2 separate regions of the Arabidopsis thaliana genome follow, and region 1 is linked to region 2. Evidence: chromatin contacts called from public capture Hi-C data. All regions are on one chromosome and are shown on one strand. The core of a region is the stretch at or near the end of the contact, and the rest is flanking DNA. Distances in the headings are between cores, read along the strand shown. Region 1 holds the start of MGDC (monogalactosyldiacylglycerol synthase type C). Region 2 holds the start of AT2G11522.

What was found. Capture Hi-C pulls out chosen DNA fragments and counts their contacts.
Region 1: a contact with region 2 is called in a capture Hi-C map of seedling, with 4 times the contacts expected there. The contact joins the promoter of MGDC here to the promoter of AT2G11522 in region 2.

The regions. Positions count from the first base shown.
Region 1 is chr2:4,739,077-4,745,244 of TAIR10.1, reverse strand. It overlaps MGDC (monogalactosyldiacylglycerol synthase type C), which reads right to left and starts at 2,083. Exons shown (of 8, transcript NM_126865.5): 1 at 1,540-2,083; 2 at 750-922; 3 at 493-654. The coding sequence starts at 1,857. It also overlaps the pseudogene AT2G11800.
Region 2 is chr2:4,620,678-4,626,373 of TAIR10.1, reverse strand. It overlaps AT2G11522, which reads right to left and starts at 4,252. Exons shown (of 1, transcript NM_001335373.1): 1 at 3,622-4,252. The coding sequence starts at 4,004. The coding sequence ends at 3,879. It overlaps CRCK3 (calmodulin-binding receptor-like cytoplasmic kinase 3), which reads right to left. Exons shown (of 8, transcript NM_126855.4): 6 at 5,590-5,679; 7 at 5,204-5,502; 8 at 4,652-5,132. The coding sequence ends at 4,926. It also overlaps the pseudogene AT2G11530.

The DNA.
Region 1 (6,168 bases), core at 834-3,333, 120 kb before region 2:
AAACATTGCGAATTAAAACAACTAATCTCGGTTTCAGTCACTTTAGGCGGAATTGTGAAGACTTCACCAAAATATAAAAAAATCAAATGAGTTTAAAAAGTGAATTTTTTTTCTAAAAATAGCTGAATAGAGTCTAAAATGCTATATTTTATTCAAAAATCGAATATATTTTTTAAAACTCACACACGGCCAGTTCAACCGGTTCACTGGGTCGCGGGTTAATGGCGATTTTTTGTGGATTTTTCCGGGTTTAAAATTGTTGGCTATAGTACTAAACCTAAACCGAAAAAGTGTTTGGGTTGCTGATTAACCGTTCGAACCGAACGGTTTGGGTCGGACGTGAAAACACTGGTTAATTTTAAATATTATTGCATATAATCTATATTTTATTAAATGAAAAGTCATGAGAGTAAACATGCAGGATTAATATGCTAACGCGTGGATTAAACTGATTTTAAGTACTTAGTATATATAGAAGTAATGTCATCTTACCATGTACGGTGGCAAGTGTTTAGATCAGTGATGACCGTAACGAAAATAACTTTCTTGTGAAGTCCTTGCCATTTCATTACCCACAATGGTATGTGTTGCATCAGAGGATGCACGCTAATAATAATGTCCGGTTTGTACTCCATTAAACCGGCCTCTATTTCTCTGTTCACCAAAAGAAGAAATAATCTCCATTATATTGCTAATTCGTAACACTAAGGGATGATAACGAAAAAAGAAGAAGGTTAACATATAAGTACTTGGCATAATAAGCGGCAAGAGCACTTAGATAGCTTTTGTGGATCCATTTGGGAGAAGTACCATGAAACGCAACAGACCAAAGACCAACATGTTTCACCATGAACTTGTACTGTCTCTCCATGTCGTTCAATGGCCATCCAGTGTATTCTTTCCAAACATCTTTTATGATTATCTATAGTTATAAAAAAAATGACATTAGTTCCTAGAGAGAATATTGTAACATCAAAGAGTCAGAGCTAGAGAAATAAATAATGCAAATTTTTAATCATTATTGACAAACAAAATAAATGGAACGTGGGACAGGTTTTAAGACATAGATTGTTGACGTCAGCTCGTATCTCCGACACCCTGGCAAACTCCAAGATTCATACTAGGCTACAAAACTTCCAAGTAGATATTTGTTTCTTTTCGTTTTCAAATTCAAGACGACTACTGCGACAACTTTAATATTGACGGCTGAGATTTCATTAGAATCAGAAACTCCTCTATGATATATTATAACATAATCTATTGGAAAATTTTGTCATAATATAAATACATATTATTCGAGGTATATATTTACAAGCTTTGAAATTTTCAAAATGAATATTTCAAAATATTGTTGTTGTTTTACACAGAAACTAAAAGATAAAAGTATGATTAAGTTTTGTTGCTTATGCAATATTTTTTCGTTTTTTTGTACGTTATATATATGGTTAAGGAAGCATATTATTGGCTCAACCCTATGCGTTGGATTCAAGGCAAAGAGAATGAAAATGAAGATATAAATAAAAATATTAATATTTTTACCCGATAGTCATCTCCGAATTCGATCTTGAAAGCGTCGCGGATGGCCTCGGCTGAAGCACGGTGGCCACCGCCGGTATCACTCATGAGAATAAGAACAGTTTTGATCCTCTCTGCTCCCATCTGCTCCATCTCCATAACTTCTTCTTTGTCTTCTAACCCTCTCTTCCTTAGACGACTCTCCTTCTCATAATCACTTGATCTCTGACGATGGATATACTCATCTTCTACTGTTGAGATGTTAAAATTGCTATAGACTCGTCGAAACACCTTCTCAGTGATTGAATCCGACCGTGTACGAGGTGACACCACTTTCATCATGACTATTTGGTGTTGAAGAAAGAATAATAAGAAGACCGATGGTTGTGTTTTCTATGTGGCTGGTTGGTGATCTTTATGTAAAAGATTTTAAGTTCTTTTGGGGTTTTAAATTTTTTGTAGCAAAAAAAATGGAAGACCAAGTTGCTTCTTTTAATAATTGTTTTTAAATTACTTGAGGAATGATGCTGGAATTATTCTTTTTTTTTTTTTTCGGTTCCTATAGTTTTGCTTAGGTATTTATATTTCGTGTCTTTATTGTTTTATGTGGGGCTTAATTTAGTGGTAGAGTAACAAGGGAATATGGCAGCTTGGAGCCGTCGGATCCGCCTTTGGTTTCGGAATCTTCGGATATATGATTCGGATCTTTCTTTGCATCTCAAGTATATTTAAAACAACTTGACTTTTTAAAAATTAAAAAAAAAATATGACATGGATGGTCCTTTTTGTGACATAGGTAAACCGGTTTAGAATCAAAAATTATCTGGTTTGATTAGGTTTAAATCGATTCAGTTAAATTTGAGTCCACTTTTCATATTAATTTAATACTTGATTAATTGATTCAAGTTAGTTTCGATTTTTGTTTAGTTGTTGATATGAATGTTTGTAAACAAAAATAGGTTTCAGTTCAAATGTCTACTTTTGCATCAAATGTACTCATATGGAAAAATTGTCTATTTGTCTACGAGAATTATGACATCATTAGATATTGACCCGCGGTACACAGCGAGTTGATTATTTGCGTTAGAAAGTTAATTGTTGTTTCAATTTAATATAATCTATATATAAATAACTGAGCAATAGTTTTATTTTTTCAACTTACTTGGTATATGTATTTACTTTTATTGATATAGTAGTATGTTTTTTTTACTTGGTTATGTTTAGTTAAGATAACATGTTTATTATACTTATTAGTACATAAAATGTGTATTTTATGATGCATTAGTACGTGTTTTATTATATATTTTTCTCTTTATTACAGAACATTATTAAAATTTTAATTTATTTTAAATTTGATTTTTGGTATATTACTGTAACTATCCTAAAGAAAAGAATGTTGTTTTATATGAAATAGTTGTACATTATGTTTTAAATCTGTGGTTCAATTTTCACAATTTAATTTATTTGGTATAATATAATTTGAAAATCTCATTTTATTTTTTTAGAAGTAGTAAAATCAAGAAAACTTAATACTATATGAAAAATTTATGTGCGATAAACATAATTACAAATATAAATTTAAAAAATAAATATAGTGACATTCAAAGAAATTAAGACTAATGTGGGTATAATAAGTCTATTAACTATTGGGTATTCTAAAACAATATGAAGCGGTATCAGGACATATGATAAATTTTGTAAAATCATCGATTCAGTTCGGGCATAAAGTAGATGAAGCTATAAAGGCAGAAATAAAATCGATCTTGGGTATACATAATATCGGAGGCATGGGTTCCTATCTCGGACTACCTGAGAGTTTAGGGGGATCTAAGACAAAGATCTTTTCCGTTGTTAAAGATCGATTACAGTCGAATAAATGGGTGGTCAACTAAATTCCTATCAAAAGGAGGGAAAAAAGTGATGATTAAATCAGTAGCCGCAACATTACCAACTTATGTGATGTATTGCTTTAGGCTCCCGAAAACAATTACTTCCAAACTAACAAGTGCGGTCGCAGGATTTTGGTGGAGCTCGAATGGTGAATCTAGAGGTATACACTGGATGACTTGGAACAAACTGTGTACTAGTAAATTGGGAAGTGACTAAGGTTTTCGGGATGTAGATGATTTAAACTCTGCATTATTAGCGAAACAGTTATGGCGTCTAGTTTCGTTTCCGGACTCTCTCTTTGCCAAGGTTTTTAAACGAAGATATTTTAGGAAATCCAATCCTCTGGAAAATATAAAATCATACTCTCCGTCTTATGGCTGGAGAAGTATTTGTTCAGTTAGATCTCTGGTTTGTAAAGGACTTATTAAAAAAGTCGGTTCAGGGGCTTCCATCTCCGTTTGGGAGGATTTGTGGATCCCGGCTCAAAACCCGAGACCAGCAAAAAGTAATGGTTTGTGGATGTCGGATCTTGTGCTCGACTCGACCCGCAATTTGTGGGCTTCCAGACAAGGATTGGGCCCGGCCTTAGAGCCCAATGAAAGCCCAGTGGTTCAAAAAGTTGATACGGAATTAATTTAGTAACGGCTGGATATCGACTTGAATGATAAGCATTCAAAGGCCCGAGCTGTTGATCCGCAACGTACGAAGTTAATAGGGGCGAGGTCTGCGGCGTGAAACCAGCTAATCATTTAAGTCATTTGATTCGTTGTATTAGTATAAATAAGAGTCAATTGTCATTTGTAAAGGGGACGAAAACACCTTGTACTGAAACTATACTGAAACTATACTGAAATACACAAATCCGTTTATCATTTGATCATTGTTCGACCGACAAGACTTAAGATCCTCACAAAAACAACCACAAAATTCTAATTGCGGATTCTGGCATCCACAATTTGGCGCTAGAAGGAGGGTAAGTTAAGTCTTTAACTTCAGAGCAACGATCAATTCACCATGAGCAACACCGACGGTCAGAGTTCCGGCGACTAAACCTCCACCCTCGACGACATCAAGCAGCTGCTTCAGCAGTTGTCAGAGAAAACCGACCGGCAACAGCTCGCAGTAACGACACTCTCCGATAAGTTCGTGTTTTTCTAAGAACATTGCAATGGCCAGCTCGCAGCTTTAGCAGCAAACCATTCCGAGATCAGATCAGCGCACAATGCATACGCCGAGCGGGTTGATTCTCTTTCTGCAGGAACGGCGCGGACTACTGGAGCTCGAACGCGACTCAACTTTCAGGGTGTCGCAAGCCCAAGCGTCCAGAATTCGCAGGAAGCTTCTGGCCAGCAATCTCCTTCACCTCCAGTTGACGTCGGGGCAACGTCGACACAGAATCCAGTCATACAATCTTCACCAGCAGGCCTTGCCGCAGTCTCAGATGGGACAATAGCTCGGACGCCGGCTCCACTGGATCCCGCCATCAGACTCCCGATTTCTAATCCCCGACAAGAGCCAAACACAGTCAACTCGGAGCTCCAGAACCTTCAAGATCAAATCTGGGCAATGAACGCAAAAGTTCATCAGGCTACCACGTCGGCCCCCGAAGTGGAAAAAGTTATTGAAGCAACAAGGAGAACGCCTTTCACTTCGAGAATCTCGAAGCTTCGTATTCGCGATTTCCGAGACTTCAAACTTCCCGGTTACAACGGCAAGGGAGATCCAAAAGAATATCTAACTTCTTTCCAGGTCATCGCAGGTCGGGTCCCTCTTGAGCCACACGAAGAAGATGCAGGGCTCTGCAAGCTATTCTCGGAAAGTTTGTCAGGTCCCGCTCTCACCTGGTTCACTCAGTTAGAAGAGGGTTCGATCGACAATTTTAAGCAACTCTCCACTGCTTTCATTAAGCAGTACGGGTACTTCATCAAAAGCGACGTCACTGAGGCTCAGCTTTGGAATCTCTCTCAAGGAGCAGACGATCCACTTTGGACCTATATTACTGCCTTTAAAGAGATCATGGTCCAAGTACCCAACCTATCTGATTCGGCAGCTCAATCCGCCCTCAAGAATGGTTTGTGGCATGAATCACGTTTCCGTGAATCTATAATAGTAAACCGCCCCGAATCAATTCAAGACGCCCTTCATCGAGCAACGAACTGGATCAACGCCGAAAAAGAGCGAGCTTTTTTGGCTAAGAAATTTAGCGCTTCACCAAAAGCTTCTCCACCTGCTACTTCGAAGAAACCTGCCGAGCTCCGAAAGCCAGCAGCAGGAACTTTTCTGTAGAGAAAGAGCCGCCCAAAACTTCCCCAAAAGCGTCACCGTCAAAACCGCCTTTCTCCCCAAAAGGCAAGAATGGAGCTCTCCCAAGTAACAAATGGGTCCGAGATCCTAACGCTTACTGTGAAATTCACAAAATGAATGGTCATGCCACAAAGGACTGTAAGGCTTTGGGAAGGTTGTTGGCTGCAAAGTTTGCCTCGGGTGAAATTCCTGACATTGACGTCACAAAAATCGATCTGGCTCAAATAGCATACGAGGTGTTAGATTCCAAAAAATCTTCACCCCCCAACAAAAAGGAAAAGAGTGAACCAGCTCCCGTTGCTCCAAAGGGCCCGAAGAAGATGGTCAAAGTAATTATGGGAGGATCCAAGCTCTTTCGGGATTCTATCAGCGCCATTAAGCAGCACGAAAGGAAAGTAATCACTCCGATGGCGAAAAAGCCTAACACCAATCAAGCTGACTGGCCTGAAATTTCATTTT
Region 2 (5,696 bases), core at 3,003-5,502:
ACCACTTGGCCTCTTCGACCTCTTCTTACCTCCTTTTCCATGTTCTCCAACGGATGGATACTTTTTTCTTGTCTTCTTCCTTGTCAAAATCTCGTGGATATGCTAAGAGTTTTATTATCTCCTCCAGAACAAACCATTCAGAATTATGTTGAACTGGAAAAATCGTCCTTGTGTATGCCAAAACCCAAAGCTCTATCCGATAATACTTGAGTACGCTATTGCATGCACACGTGGATATTTGTCTATATCAAACTGTCAAACTGTCTAGACCATTGCGATTGATCACACTATATTCAAGGTTGTAATCGTTTAGCTCTTTTACCACTATCTTCTTTGCTTCCTTACATGTATTCTGGTGTTCCTTCTCCACAAAAGAAAACAAATATTGTCCACTTGGTATTAGTCCCTAAGTTTTTCTACGTTTGTCAAACCACTCTACTATCTTCCCTACTATTTCATCTATCAATTGTAATAGCAAGTAGTTGCTTGGTTTCTCTAAAGCACCATTAATATATAGATGCAATCAAATTACTTGTGTCTATGTTGTACTTTTCTCCTCCAAAATAACATGTAGCCCATTTTGTCACATCTGCATTATCATCTAGATATGTAAGTGCCAAAAGATATGTAGTCAAAAAACTCCATAAAACCTTAAGAACTCCGCCCCCGTATAAGCTCGAGCACATTCCCTAAACTTTTTTCCAGAAATTGCTTTGTCTACTCCATAAACCTTCAGGTTCACATTTTGAGGCAAATGGTACAAAATGTCCATGGTGGGACAACTAATAGATATCGGCTATTGCCTTGATGAGACTTTGGTTTCTATCTCAAAGAAACACAATTTTCAGGATCATCCGGTATAATCGACTTGAGCTTCATGAGAATCCAAGTCCAGCTGTAGTTTTTCCCACCATCTACTCCAAAATCAATCAGATAATGGTAATGATCGGGATCTTGAGCCGTAACAACAATTAGGACTCCACCATATGCAGTCTTCATATGAATTCTATCCACAATGATGACTTTCCTCATAGCTCGGAAGCTTTCAATGGAAGCACCTAAAGCAAAAAATAGTACTTAAACTTATTTTCGTCAACCACTTCCACATACGAAACTGAATCATGATTCATATTTTGTAACATGTATATAATAATGCCCAACCCTAAAATCTTTCTTTGGGTTACCTCTAATATCATTTGCAGCTTCTCTTTTTTCTCTACACGCGGTAGAATAAGAGACTTGCACACCAAATCTTCCTTGAACCAAATGAATAAGATCTATTCAGTTGGAGTGGCAATTTGACCTGGATAATCTTTGGCCAATAATGAAGCAACCATAGTCGGTGTGCCTTTCCTTTTACTTCGTCCTGTAGTTTTACTTGAACGAGAGCATGAATGAATCCTTCTATGAGTTCGTATAGAATAAGGCTTAGAATTATTACGCTTTGCAGCTCATAGATACCAATCACATCCATTATGTGCTTCTTAACATGCCATCACATATCTCAACAGCTCTGATTTCTTTACAACAAACTCAAAGATATTGTTGTGTCCCGCCTTATCAACTAAACTTTGGATTGCTTTTTTGCTTCCAAATTCTTGGCCTACCGTAATTTCAAGCTCATCATCCCATAAAATTGGTCCACACACATTTCCTTCTAAATCTCTATCCTCATTCTCCACCATAAACAGATATTGTTTTGATTGTTCTCCTACGTACATAGCAAGGACACCACCACCAATCTCATCTTCTCCACCAATAAGAGATATATCTTCACTATTTGCAACATTTTCTATAACCAAATCCTCTCTCAATACATGATCGAACCGTTCATTCTCATCCATCCTCATATTTGGTTCAACATCATAACTAATTTGAACATGCAATACACTTCTAAACCCTTATTCACTCACATCTTCAAAATAATAATCTAGATCTTCATCATCCCGAATATAATTTGGTCTTACCTTACGTCCTTGGAATGAGAAGGGAAAGTAACTCACTTTAAGCTTTGTCGAAATTCATCTACCTTTCTCTTCCTACAAATCTTCTTAATCAACTTCGCATATTTTACCTCTCCTTTCGATTTCTTCAAAAAAATAAATACATCTTCATCTTCTTCGTTAGAAATCCAAAGTACATCTTCTCTGATACTAATATATTACCCATCATAAGCAAAACGTATCACTAGATTCCTTTTCATTGTCCTTGAAAAGAAAAGAGAGAAAGAAAACGGTCAATAATTTTACATTTTTCATAAGTCAATAAACATAGTTATACCCATTTGTCACAGTTGCACAATATTTAAGATGTACGTAAATATTCTAATTATTTGTACACCTTGGTTTCAGTTTTTCTACAATTAAACGCATTCAAACTACGATTTAACCTTTCTCATCCATAGACACGAACGTCAAACATTACTCCACTAAGAAACAAGAATACTTACCTTAATGAAACGTGGATGTTGAAGAAGAAGTAAGAATTAATGATGGACGGAAAAGAAGAAGATGAAAGGAGATATGTGGATCTTGGATATGTAGAAGAAGAAGACGAGGTGATATATCTGAAATCGTATGAAGAAGAAAACGAATGTTTTTTGCGTTTTTGGTTGGTTTTGGTAGGTTTAGGTGGTTAATAAAGAGAGAATGAATATGATTGGTTGATTCTAATTGTTTGTTTGGTAGCAAAAATTTAATAGAAAATTAAAAAGAATAAAAAAGGGTAAACTTTTATTTCAAATATATTGGGAAGGGGAGGAAATAGTGAGAATAAGTGGATGTTTTTCAAAAATTGATTCAACCAAAAGGGCCAAAGAGATTAAAATCCGAAGAAGACGAAGAAAGGAAACATGTGAAAAAGAGCACTGGGTTGGGTTTCAATTAGTTGTAATTGGGTTAAATTTATTTTTATTTATGTTTAATCTGGTTTAGTGTCTTTGTAAATTGGTTTAGCAAACCGTAAACCGAGCAAAACCAATATTTGCGGATAATTAGTTTTGAACTATTTGTTTATGGAGAAATATGTTTTAAACTTTGAATTCGGAAAGATACAGATCGAGAAATATTTTTTCATGGACATATGGAGCAAGGTAAAGATTGGGATCTATTTGGTATGATGTCATACTTCTCGTGGGAAAATAGACTGTTTTTCCGTAGTCATACACATCAAGCATAACCTAAAGATTAACATTTAGATTTCAATTTCGATCCTTTAAAAACGATAAAATCAAAAAATAAAATGGCATGGATACTTTATAGTTTAGTTTGTTAGAAAATCATTTTCAAAAAATAAGGAATTCAACTGGAGTACAATTTTACAAGCATTCAGTCGAATGATCAGCAAATGGAAAAAGGTCAGGAATAAACGTGATCTGATAACTCAATGACAAAAATCGTGTCAAAAATCACATATTAGGGTAGAATCGTCATTATGTACTTAATGTTAGCCTAAAGTATTTAGTCTCTCAAAAAATCGCTTATTGGTTTGGTTCTAGTTCAAAATATCTATAATTTGGTTAGATTTTTGGTTTAGTTTAACATAATTCGGTTATGTTTCGGTTTTCTGCTTTATAAACTTTCAAATATAAACAAAAGAACAGATTTACTTTTTTTTTTTTTCATAAGTGTTATATTTTATTTCAAAGTTGTGTTGTAAAAAGTACAACTGTGGAAACTTCCATTTACAGGGCTTGACACATTAAGCTTTACAATATTGGACTATATCTAAACAATAGAATAATCCAATATTGTATAAAAGAAACCACCAAGTCCGTCTGTTAAATTTAGGTCCAAAGTAAATGAAGCCCAGTCCAGAAAACTAAAACCCTTTGAAGAAGTAAGCTGTAAAAATCCAAAGCAGAGGCACGTGTAAAGCTATTAACCATTGTTGAGACACGTGGAGAGATGAATCATATGTCGTTGCTGGATATCGTCGATGTAGAAAGCGACCTGAAGAACCTCCAAAATCACCGGAAACCGCCAGAGCTTCAAAAAGAAGTCCATTGGTTTTTAATCAGAGAAATTCACAAATCTTCATCACCGAATCTGCAAACGAAGCTAATTGTCAAAAACGCAGATCGCCGGAAAACTGTTGGAGCCTAAAAACAGAACTCAACAAAGAAGCCAATCAAAGCAGAATAAACTAAATCATGCGAAGAGAACAACTCTTCGGAACTGAAGATTCTGCATATCATAATGCTTCATCATCAAGATTTTAAAACTATAAAACAAAAACAAATCACGAAAACCCGAATTCAAAATTGACCAAAAGAAAATTCTAAATCCTGAACAACGGGAGAAGATAGCCGAAAGACACCCGGTCGACAGAAGCCGGAAGAAACCCGAACGACGATCCTAAACATTTATTGGGATGAGTCTCTCTCTGAAAAATACTAAAGAGAGAAGAGAGAAACTCGTCCGTCAATCTCAATTCACTTTTCCTTACATCCACTTATGTAGAAACAGATTTACTTAATATCATAATTATTCAATATAAGTATATCTATTTTTGATACATACCAAATTATAGATATTTTGAACTAGAATAACTATATCTATTTTTGATACATACTTGAATTTGATTTACTGTGTTCAGTTCGGTTTCGTTACACAAAAATGATTTCGGTTTTAAATTTATTTGGATTCTAGAATAATGAAACCAAACGGTTTATAATTATTCCGGTTAAGTTTCGGTTTTAACATTTTTCACGGTTGATTCGGTTCAGTTTTTGTATTTTTTTTGGTCCACACCTAATGAATGCACATAGTTTACATGCGTCATTCGAGAATCTGAAGTCATGAATAAGACATCTCATTTCAAATCTGAAGAAGAAGTGGTTGGATAGCAAAATGTAAAAGAGGTGATATTATCTAACAACAGAGAGACTATAGCATTTTGGTGGTTGTAACGTGTGAACACTTGTCTTATTCCATTGACCGCCTGAGATAACTTGATCTTATAGCCCAAAGCTGCTTCCCAACAGCTTCCATGTCAGGCCGCTCTTTTTTAGTAGGAGCAGCACATTGAAATGCCAAACTAAACATCTTCCTTAGTATCTTCTCATCTACTCGTTCCCTCGCGTTAGGATCCACTAGTTCAAAAACTCGCCCTTCATTGTACTTGTCGAATGCCTACCATACCGCAAACTCGATTTAGTAAAGGATGATGTAAGTTGGAGAAGAAACATTATAAAGTGGCTTACCCATCGGACCGTAATCCTCTCATCAGGAAGTCGCTTGGCCTCCACTGGACGACGGCCTGTGAGTATCTCCACAAGCAAAATCCCGAACGAGTAAACATCGCTTTTAGCAGTGAGATGATAAGTTTTCATGTACTCAGGATCGAGATAACCAACGGTTCCTTTCACTTGAGTTAAAATGTGAGTCTGGTTCGAGTCAGTAGGACCGCCTCTCGCAAAGCCGAAGTCTGCTACTTTGGCTCTCATGCTATCTGTGAGTAGAATGTTCGACGATTTTATGTCACGGTGAATTATCTGTCTTTCTGTTCCAAAGACAAGAATCATAAAATATCAAATAAGATCCTTTCAAGATTTATACTTATATTATGAGGAAGCACAACATTCTCTACCTGCATAAGAATGGAGATAGGTTAAGCCATGGCAGACATCAATAACAATCTCCAACCTTTGATTGAAATTAAGTTTAGTTCCACGAGCACCTGCAATAACAAAAGGA